Linked DNA regions of Mus musculus: region 2 is linked to region 1. The links are chromatin contacts, called in public Hi-C maps. All regions are on one chromosome and are shown on one strand. The core of a region is the stretch at or near the end of the contact, and the rest is flanking DNA. Distances in the headings are between cores, read along the strand shown. Region 1 holds the start of Nadsyn1 (NAD synthetase 1). Region 2 holds the start of Fgf15 (fibroblast growth factor 15).

What was found. Hi-C and Micro-C count contacts between places; a contact is called where the count stands out from the background.
Region 2: a Hi-C map of cortical neurons shows a contact between it and region 1, with 3 times the contacts expected there. The contact joins the promoter of Fgf15 here to the promoter of Nadsyn1 in region 1. A contact is called at or near these places in 2 of 39 promoter capture datasets (hippocampal neurons and pre-B cells), 3 of 484 Hi-C or Micro-C datasets (the N1E-115 cell line, cerebellar granule neurons and cortical neurons), 4 of 115 datasets of contacts at active chromatin or transcription factors (astrocytes, bone marrow-derived dendritic cells, forebrain and 1 more) and 1 of 9 other capture datasets (adipose tissue).

The regions. Positions count from the first base shown.
Region 1 is chr7:143,820,402-143,824,838 of GRCm38.p6, forward strand. It overlaps Nadsyn1 (NAD synthetase 1), which reads right to left and starts at 2,451. Exons shown (of 21, transcript NM_030221.2): 1 at 2,258-2,451; 2 at 771-831. The coding sequence starts at 2,342. Dhcr7 (7-dehydrocholesterol reductase) reads left to right here and starts at 2,766. Exons shown (of 9, transcript NM_007856.2): 1 at 2,766-3,139.
Region 2 is chr7:144,893,967-144,898,403 of GRCm38.p6, forward strand. Fgf15 (fibroblast growth factor 15) reads left to right here and starts at 2,566. Exons shown (of 3, transcript NM_008003.2): 1 at 2,566-2,965; 2 at 3,150-3,253. The coding sequence starts at 2,713. It overlaps Gm26793 (a long non-coding RNA gene), which reads right to left. Exons shown (of 2, transcript XR_003946907.1): 1 at 3,110-4,437; 2 at 155-2,939. RefSeq lists a promoter at 1-2,651, enhancers at 1,152-1,198, 1,173-1,715, 1,173-1,524, 1,545-1,577 and a cis regulatory region at 2,418-2,432.

The DNA.
Region 1 (4,437 bases), core at 1,201-3,700:
TGGTGGCTCACAACCATCTGTCTCATAGCTGTCCATAATACCAGTTCTCAGGGGATCCAACATGTTCTTCTGGGCCTTTGTGGGCACCAGTCATGAAAAGAGATGTGCAAGCAGAACACTCATACATAAATCTAAAATATTTTTTAATTAAAAAAAAAAAGAAAAAAACTGAAAAGCTGGAAAGGTGTCTCAAAACACAGACCCACCATGTTAAATACCACAGGAGGCCACTGCATACAGCTCTGCAGCTGGAGCTATAAAATCAAGGTGTCTATCAAACTAATGTCTGCTACAGGTTGCTCCCTCCTTCAAATACGGTACCTCTAATAACTCCTCCGAATTCTGGCTCCGATCAGTTAGCAAAGAAGGCACCTGGAAGGTGGCCTAATGTCAGGGAGACAAGCAGGCTTCCTGGGACCTTTATATAATAAGATACCACTCACAGTGATTTAATACCGCCCCCCCCCCAAGTCTGCCTCTAAACACCATCACCCTGGGATGGAAGAATGTTGGCGGGACATTGAAACCTCAGCATCAGGGAAGGTGAGGCAGGTTGGCTTTATGTTCAACCTCACTCCCCTATTGAACCATGAGGAAGCCTGAAGTTATCCAGCTTCCCCAACCCGCCCGGAACAAGGCCCACTCTCAAGCTGCTGCCATCCTAAATGCATCTTCTTGCTCTCAGTTCTGCCCCATTTCTTCCCATCTTTTGTTCCACTACCTGCCCTCCAAAGGGTGGGGGTTGGGGCTGCCGGTGTGCTTAGCCATACCATATTTCTAGTTCTGGTCCAAGCCTGTATCTTGCACCTTTGCCTTTGGCAATTTGAATACCTATATGGAGAGAGAGGGAGGGAGAAGGATTCAGCAGCTAGGATACATTAAAAGGTAGAAAAAGCAGGCTGCTGTGGTAGATACAGCCAAAGCCAGGCTCCAACCAACTACAGCCCTTTCTGTTAATAGCAGAGGACAACAGGCACCTATACCCACGTGTAGGTATTCAGAAACAGGGAGGGTAGGGTGACCTTAGTACTAGGAGGGTAAGCCACACCTTAATGGATAATCATTAAGCAGACACCCAAATTGGCTATAAGGAAAAGCTGTAGACAGGATGTGAAGGCTTCCATCCCTAGGTTGGTGTCAGCATCCAGCACCCAGGTTGAGAGCTGCTGCCAACATGCAGGCAAGGCAGCCCATCTTCACCGCAAAGACATAGACTCTGACCACAAAATCAGGTCAAAAATTACTTTAAAAAATAAAAACGCCTGGGCTAGCCAGATGTCTCCGTAGGTAAAGTCACTCGTTGGTAAGCCTGACAAGTCTGAGTTCACTTAGACCAGTGGTTCTCAACCATCCTAATACCATGGCCCTTCAATACAGCTCCTCATGTTGTGGTGACCGTCTGCCCCCTCCCCCAACTAATTTTGCTGTTATAAACCATAATGTAAATATCTGAGAGGCTCGATATCTGATATTTGACCCTTGCCCAAGAGTCATTTGGCCCTCACAGGGGTTGTGGCTCACAGGTTGAGAACTGCTCACTCAGACCCACAAGGTGGAAGAGGACAGCTGACTCCTGCAGGTTGTCCTCTGACCTCCACATGCACATTATGGCGTGCATATGTACATGAAATAAATAATACATTTGGGTTTTTCTTGTTGTTTTGCTTGTTTCTTGTTTTTCCTATTTAGCCTTCCTGCAGAGGCTTCCAGCACGGATAACCTGAGGTGAGCAGTCTGCAGCTGGGCACAGAGTATCCCCAGTTCTATCTTCTGGGGGCAATGATGAGCTGACCTGAATGTCAACAATACAGGTATATGGAACGCCAACACCCTTCTCTGACCTGAGACCTCTTCTGGCTTCAGTATGCCTTCTCCCAATGCCAATCCATGAGGAATGTCCTCAGGAGCCCTAGAACACGGATCTCTAGTCTTTGCAAACGCCTAGATCTCAATGAAACAGTTCCAAGAATGCGCAGCCCTGCCCCAGGTAACCTTAGAGAGACCCACCAGATCCTAGAGGATGGATGAGGGCAGTGTCTGCCTGGCTGGCAGGGCACTCCTATTTCCACTCTTGCCTTGCTTCCTCACATGTCCCCCAAATTAGGAAGTCGCCCTGAAAGCTCACCAAGCATTACCCTTCTATCTGTTCCCACGCCCAGCGCTGTGAGTCTCTCCTGGGCAAAGCTGGCCTGGACTGCCATGTCCTACCCATTGTGGACTTTGACTTCTTCCTGTCTCCCGCCACCCCAAAACTCACTCTTTAAAATCCTCTGGAAATTGCCCTCAAAGTCCAGGGCCCACTGATTGAGTGCACAGGTGGCCACGGTCACTTTCCGGCCCATGCTGGTTACAGGTTCCAGGCTGGGACGGTGTAATAACGGAGACCACAGGGAAGATACTAGCCGGACTGTCCGGTCTACGCCTGCGTAGCTTGGTTTCCTAGAGGCCCCTCCCCACGGCTCGCCATAGCCCCGCCCCTCTGCCGTCATAGCCCAGCTTCTGCACCGCCTCCAGAACTGCGCCGGCGCAGACCGTGTCTTACCCGGAAGCCCCGTCCTTTCGCCCTCCACAGCCACACCCCTTCTCACTTTCGCAGTGCGCGCCCTTCCGTGAGACCCCGCCCCCGCGGAGATCCTGCACAAAGCGCACCCTTTAAAGTAGGGCCCTAAGGAGCGCCTGCGCAGTAAGGTTGTCTCAGCGTCCCGCTGTTGCCCAAGGTCAGAGCGTCCTGGATCATTTCCTTTGCCATCTGAGCGACTTTTGATAGGTCATGAAAGGCTTGTTTTCTGCCACCAAAAGTAATGTCAGGTTTGCTTTCTGTCGCTGTGATGAACACGTGGCAAAAAGCAGCTGGGGAGGAAAAGGGCTCACTTCACCTTATAGCTCATAGTCTGTAATGAAGGGAAGTTGAGGCAGGAACTGAAGCAGAGACCAAAGAGGACTTCTGCCCACTGGCTTGCTTGAAGGCTTACTCAGCCTGTTTTTTTTTTTTTTTTGCACCACTGAGGACCACCAGCCAGGGGTAGCGCCACCCACAGTGGGCCAAGGCCGTCACATCAATCATCGGTTATGAAAATGCTCCACAGACAAGCACAGGCCAGTCTGATGGAAGGGATCTCTCAAAGTTTCCACTTCGCAGGTGTGTTCAGTTAATTTGTGTCAATTTTGTCAGTAGGAGCTCACAGAGAGCTCACAGAGGGAATGGGTGTGTCCTGCTTCTTTGGCTCACAGCAGTCTGGATTCCCTGTGCATCAACCTGAGCCCTTTCTCATTCCTGTCCCTTTTGCGTTTGGGTAACACCAATCAAAGTAGATACAACTTTTTTTTTCCATTTTTTATTAGGTATTTAGCTCATTTACATTTCCAATGCTATACCAAAAGTCCCCCATACCCACCCACCCCCAATCCCCTACCCACCCACTCCCCCTTTTTGGCCCTGGCGTTCCCCTGTACTGGGGCATATAAAGCTTGCGTGTCCAATGGGCCTCTCTTTCCAGTGATGGCCGACTAGGCCATCTTTTGATACATATGCAGCTAGAGTCAAGAGCTCCGGGGTACTGGTTAGTTCATAATGTTGTTCCGCCTATAGGGTTGCAGATCCCTTTAGCTCCTTGGCTACTTTCTCTAGCTCCTCCATTGGGAGCCCTGTGATCCATCCATTAGCTGACTGTGAGCATCCACTTCTGTGTTTGCTAGGCCCCGGCATAGTCTCACAAGAGACAGCTACATCTGGGTCCTTTCGATAAAATCTTGCTAGTGTATTGTAGTGGCTATTCCTGGTTGTCAACTTGACAATATTTGGAATGAACTACAATTCGGAATTGGAAGGCTCACCAGTGACCCTTATCTGGAGGCTTGGAGATCCTTATCTGGATCTTGGTTTGAAGATCTTGAGCCATAGTGGCTATGGATTCCAGAAGATTTAATCTCCGAGTTAAGGAACACACCTTTAATCTGGGCTATGCCTTTCATTTGGGATTAAAGGTGTGGTGGAACACACCTTTAATCTGGGCTACACCTTTTGCTGGAGACAATATAAGGACATTGGAAGAAGGGAGTCTAGCTCTTGCTCTTGCTCCTTTGCCTGCTTGCTGCGTGAGACTGAGTAACTGCTAGATCCTTGGACTTCCATTCACAGCTGCGACTGAACAATTGTTGGGAATTCGGCTGCCGACTGTAAGTCATCAATAAATTCCTTTACTATTTAGAGATTATCCATAAGTTCTGTGACTCTAGAGAACCCTGACTAATACATGTATGCAATGGTGTCAGCCACTATGTTCATAGCAGCCTTATTTATAATAGCCAGAAGCTGGAAAGAACCCAGATGCCCCTCAACAGAGGAATGGATACAGAAAATGTGGTACATCTACACAATGGAGTACTACTCAGCTATTAAAAAGAATGAATTTATGAAATTTCTAGCCAAATGGATGG
Region 2 (4,437 bases), core at 1,316-3,815, 1.1 Mb after region 1:
CTTAATTCATTTCCCAGCACCCACATCGGGGCAGCTCACACCCAGCTCCAGGGGTTCATCACACCTCTGGCATCTCTGTCTTCATTCATCAGCATATCCCACACACACAGATAGACCCACATATACCCCCCCCGCCCCCATATATGGAACTTTCAAAGAATAAAAAGTTTTGTGGCCTTTTGTTTTGTTTTTGTTTGTTTTCAATCAAACAAAAAAGCCCCTAAACCAAGCCCTTCTGGCCATCTGTCCAGCATGGGCCCCGAGAAAACAGCAGAGGCCACAGGAGTTCTGCCACTGCTCCCCCCCATACCACACAGTCCCTGAGATGACAGATTAGAAACCCAGTCTCAGCACCACACAGGCTCTGGAGATTCCTGGGGACTAGATCTGCATCCAGAGGCCGCAGAAAGCAGCAGGCACCTTCTCTTTCATCAAGAGAGTCTATAAAGTAACAACAGCGCCCCCTGCTTGCAAAAAATCGCTTTCCCTTTTCTTTCTTTCTTTCTTTCTTTCTTTCTTTCTTTCTTTCTTTCTTTCTTTCTTTCTTTCTTTCTTTCTTTCTTTCTTTCTTTCTTTCTTTCTTTCTTTCTTTTCCTTCAATTTTCTCCCGGGGAGGGGGGATATCCCCAAAACCTAGGAGTGGTGATCAGAATTTCCTGGGCACGCCCACCTCACACCCTGCGATTCGTTCCCACATTGCTGTAATTATAAAAAGCCACTTAATAGACTCTCGCTCTCCGTGTGAAAAGCACAGGCTCTTCTATACACAGAGAGATCTTAGGACTCCTATGTCTACTCTTCCAAACAACACAAGTTAAGCCCAAAAGCAGGCTGATGTAACTGGCAAGAGTTCACCATGTGCCCAGGGAGTAGCCATCTGTGGATCCACTGTCACTCCTGTGCTCTGAGACAGGCCATCCTGCCTTTGTCACAAACAAGGCTCCATCTTCACCTCTTACGATGTGCATCCTTGGGGGCGCTCTGTCACTTTCCAGAGTCCCATTTTCTACCTTGTTCAGAGGTGGAAGTAAAACCCGCCCTGGAGAAGAATGTTCTTATGGCGGCCCCCAGTGACCCAACAGACTTTCCTCTGATCACTCCATTACCAACATCTCTAACTCTTCTGGGAGTCCCTGAGAAGGGCGCAGAGTGGGGATGGGGTGCTGCCACCCGCATGCCACCCTCCAGCCCAATTTGGGGGGACTCTTCAGTAAAGCCTCTGCCAACCTCCCTGGTACCCCACATTTATCACGGACATTAAAACAAAAGCGTCAGGAGAAGGCAATTAAGATTAATAGCCCGCGCTGTCGATTGAGAATCACAAGGGAGAAGTAATTAGATTTTACAGGAGACATCGCTCTCTAAAACAAGCCTCACAGCATGGGAGTCCCCGGTCCTGAGAGCCTTCGGTGATGTCTTTTTGTAAAGGCTTTCCTGATGACATTCTCCCAGAGCTCCGTCATTAATGCCAGTCACTGATGGCGTCTGAAAGTGGCGTGTTCCTCATTGAGATTCATCAGATCTGCCATTTCTCTGCTGTCCCGCCCCTGCAGACAGACCTCCCATCACCACGGAGCTAGGCCAGTACCTTTTTACCCAAACCAGCCTCCTGGGGCCCCACATACAGGAGTTGGGGGGTTGGAGGCATAATGAGAAAGGATAAGCGCTGAGCCAAAGCCCCCTGCGAGGACCCTTTCTTTCAGGCAGGGGAATTCTCTGCAGGCTGCCTCCTTTTCTTTGCAAGAGCGGCTCTAGGAGAAGCCCCCATTCTCCTCCCACCTGACCGGCCGCCAGCAGCGTCCACCGTTGCTCCTAGCTGGCCCCCTCCTCTCCGGTACGCAGCTGTCCCCCGCGCACAGACTCAAGGGCCTGATCATCGACCCAAGAGGGGATCCCGCGGCCTGCCGTGCTTCTGCACGCTGGTCAGTCCACCCTTCTCAAAAGTCGCAGCCCCAGTGACATTCCACTTGTGGAGTCCACGCGCGAGGCAGGCAGAGGACGTGCAGACAGCGACTGGCAGCACATTGGAGACCGAAACTAGGGCTGAAGCGCCACCTAGTGCGTGCGACACGTTCTCACGAGGTCTCCACCTTGTAGGGCAAATATCCATGAAAAGGGAGCCTAGGTCTGGGGCCGGGAGAATGAGGGAGGGTAGGATCTGCGATAGCGTGCTAAAGGAGAGATTCAAGACTCAAACAGGGGGCTACGGAGGCAGAGCTCTGCGTGCCTTCTAGTCTCTGTGACTGTCCCACGCGCATCCCTCTGAAAGCCCAGGGCCTGAAGACCTCAATAATTAATAGTAAAATTAAAATAGCCTATTCAATAACCACCAAGATACTGTGCATTGAACACTTGCTCCCCAGGCCAGGGTCGCAAAGGGGGGGCTCCTCCTCTGCCAGATCTGGCCGGCCTGGGCGGGGTCACTGGGTTGGGGCTTGAATGGGTGTGTGCGGGGGGCGGAGACTTGATGCAATTAGGAGGAGAAATGCTCTGATGCCCGGGTCACCTACCCGCGGGGCCCGCGGGACGAAACGTATATAAGGCCGCGTGCCCGGAGCCACCCCACTGTCGGAGCAGTAACTCTGTGCGCCCCACGCCACAAGCGCCCAGTTGCTTTGTGGGTTGTGCCTGCCCTGCGCCTGCAACTTGAGTCCCCGCCGCATCGCAGTCTCCGCGCCACCTTTGTAACGGCCTTCAGGACCCCGAGGTGTCATGGCGAGAAAGTGGAACGGGCGTGCGGTGGCCCGAGCCCTGGTCCTGGCCACTCTGTGGCTGGCTGTGTCTGGGCGTCCCCTGGCTCAGCAATCCCAGTCTGTGTCAGATGAAGATCCACTCTTTCTCTACGGCTGGGGCAAGATTACCCGCCTGCAGTACCTGTACTCCGCTGGTCCCTATGTCTCCAACTGCTTCCTCCGAATCCGGAGCGACGGCTCTGTGGACTGCGAGGAGGACCAAAACGAACGAAGTGAGTATCATTCAGCCCGTCCCCTCCGGTCCCTTAGGACCCAGAAGCACGTGGGTGTGTCGCCGTGGCCTTAACATCCTCCCACCCCTGACTTCCAGACTGGAGCTGGGGAAGGGCGATGCAGTGTGGCCCCGCTGTACTCACGTGTTGCTGGGGCCCGGCAACATCTTTCTCTTGCTCGCAGATTTGTTGGAATTCCGCGCGGTCGCTCTGAAGACGATTGCCATCAAGGACGTCAGCAGCGTGCGGTACCTCTGCATGAGCGCGGACGGCAAGATATACGGGCTGGTGAGTGTTCCTCCACGCGGCGGGATGCTCGCGGCCGCGTTGGGTCCGTATTGTTTTTGTTTGTTTGTTTGTTCTTTCGCCTCCTGCTCAGGTCCAAAAGGAACTTCGAGGGCAAGGTACCAATGATAGTGGGGCTAATATTGCTCTTGCCCGCCCTGCGTAAAGTGATGGCCCCAGGCTGTAGCGGGGGAGCAGGGAGACCAGAGAAGCTGTCTAATCTTCCCAAAGACTGGGCTAACTGCTGAGTCCCATTCAGCTTTCGGCCCCTTTGATACTGAACAGGAAAGCCTCCTCTCCTGGCTTTGCGTGTTCGTGGTCCTCGATTTCCTCCCCCTCCCTCAAATAAAAAAGAAAAGAAAAAGGAAAGAAGGGTCTTTTCAATCAATTTTTCTTAGGTCCATGGTGTGATGCAAAAATTAGATACTTTAGAAAGTACCCAAGATGCTCATCTGCTTGTGACCTGGGGGAACTGGAGTGAGGCGAGATGGCTAGGTTCACATAACCCCTAAAAATCGGTAGTCATGAAGTATGTAGGCTAGTGCTCTGTAGGAATAGAGGCTGGGTTCAAAGAAGCCTTCAGCCCTACCTCTGGCAGTACCAGTGCGAGGTCCCCCAGTGGGGAAGGATGGCTACCGGACTTAACGTTTTTGTTGTTTTGTTTCTTTAAGAGTCCCCAAATTGTCTGTGGCTCTGAAGTTGATTTATCTACATGAAAAGACCACAGAGAAAGGAAAGAAAGAAAGAAAGAAAGAAAGAAAGAAAGAAAGAAAGAAGGAAAGAAAGAAAGGGGTCTGCAGAGAAAGGAAGGGGCTTCAGAGGAGGGGGTCCCCTGCCTGGCTGAAAGCTGACACCCAGGCCCAAGCAAATCTCCTGCCTGTATCTTCCTGAAGTCTTTATTTGTGCTGGGCAAGGAGTCCGACCTCCATTCTGCACTAATGTAAATAGTGTAGGAAGGCCCCATGGGAGCTTTGCCCCCCAATTCTAGTGCCACCCTGGATCTGGTGGGCATAATTCATTTCAGACTCTCCTTTTTAAAAATAGAAGCCCCATAATCCATTGTTTCTATATGGAAAAAAAAAAGAGTGACCAGTTGTCCATATGAATTCTCCAGGAGAAATACATCCTGTGTTTATCTACAGTTCACATTTTTTTTCAGGGAACATGGCCCCTCCTGCCTGGTGGCT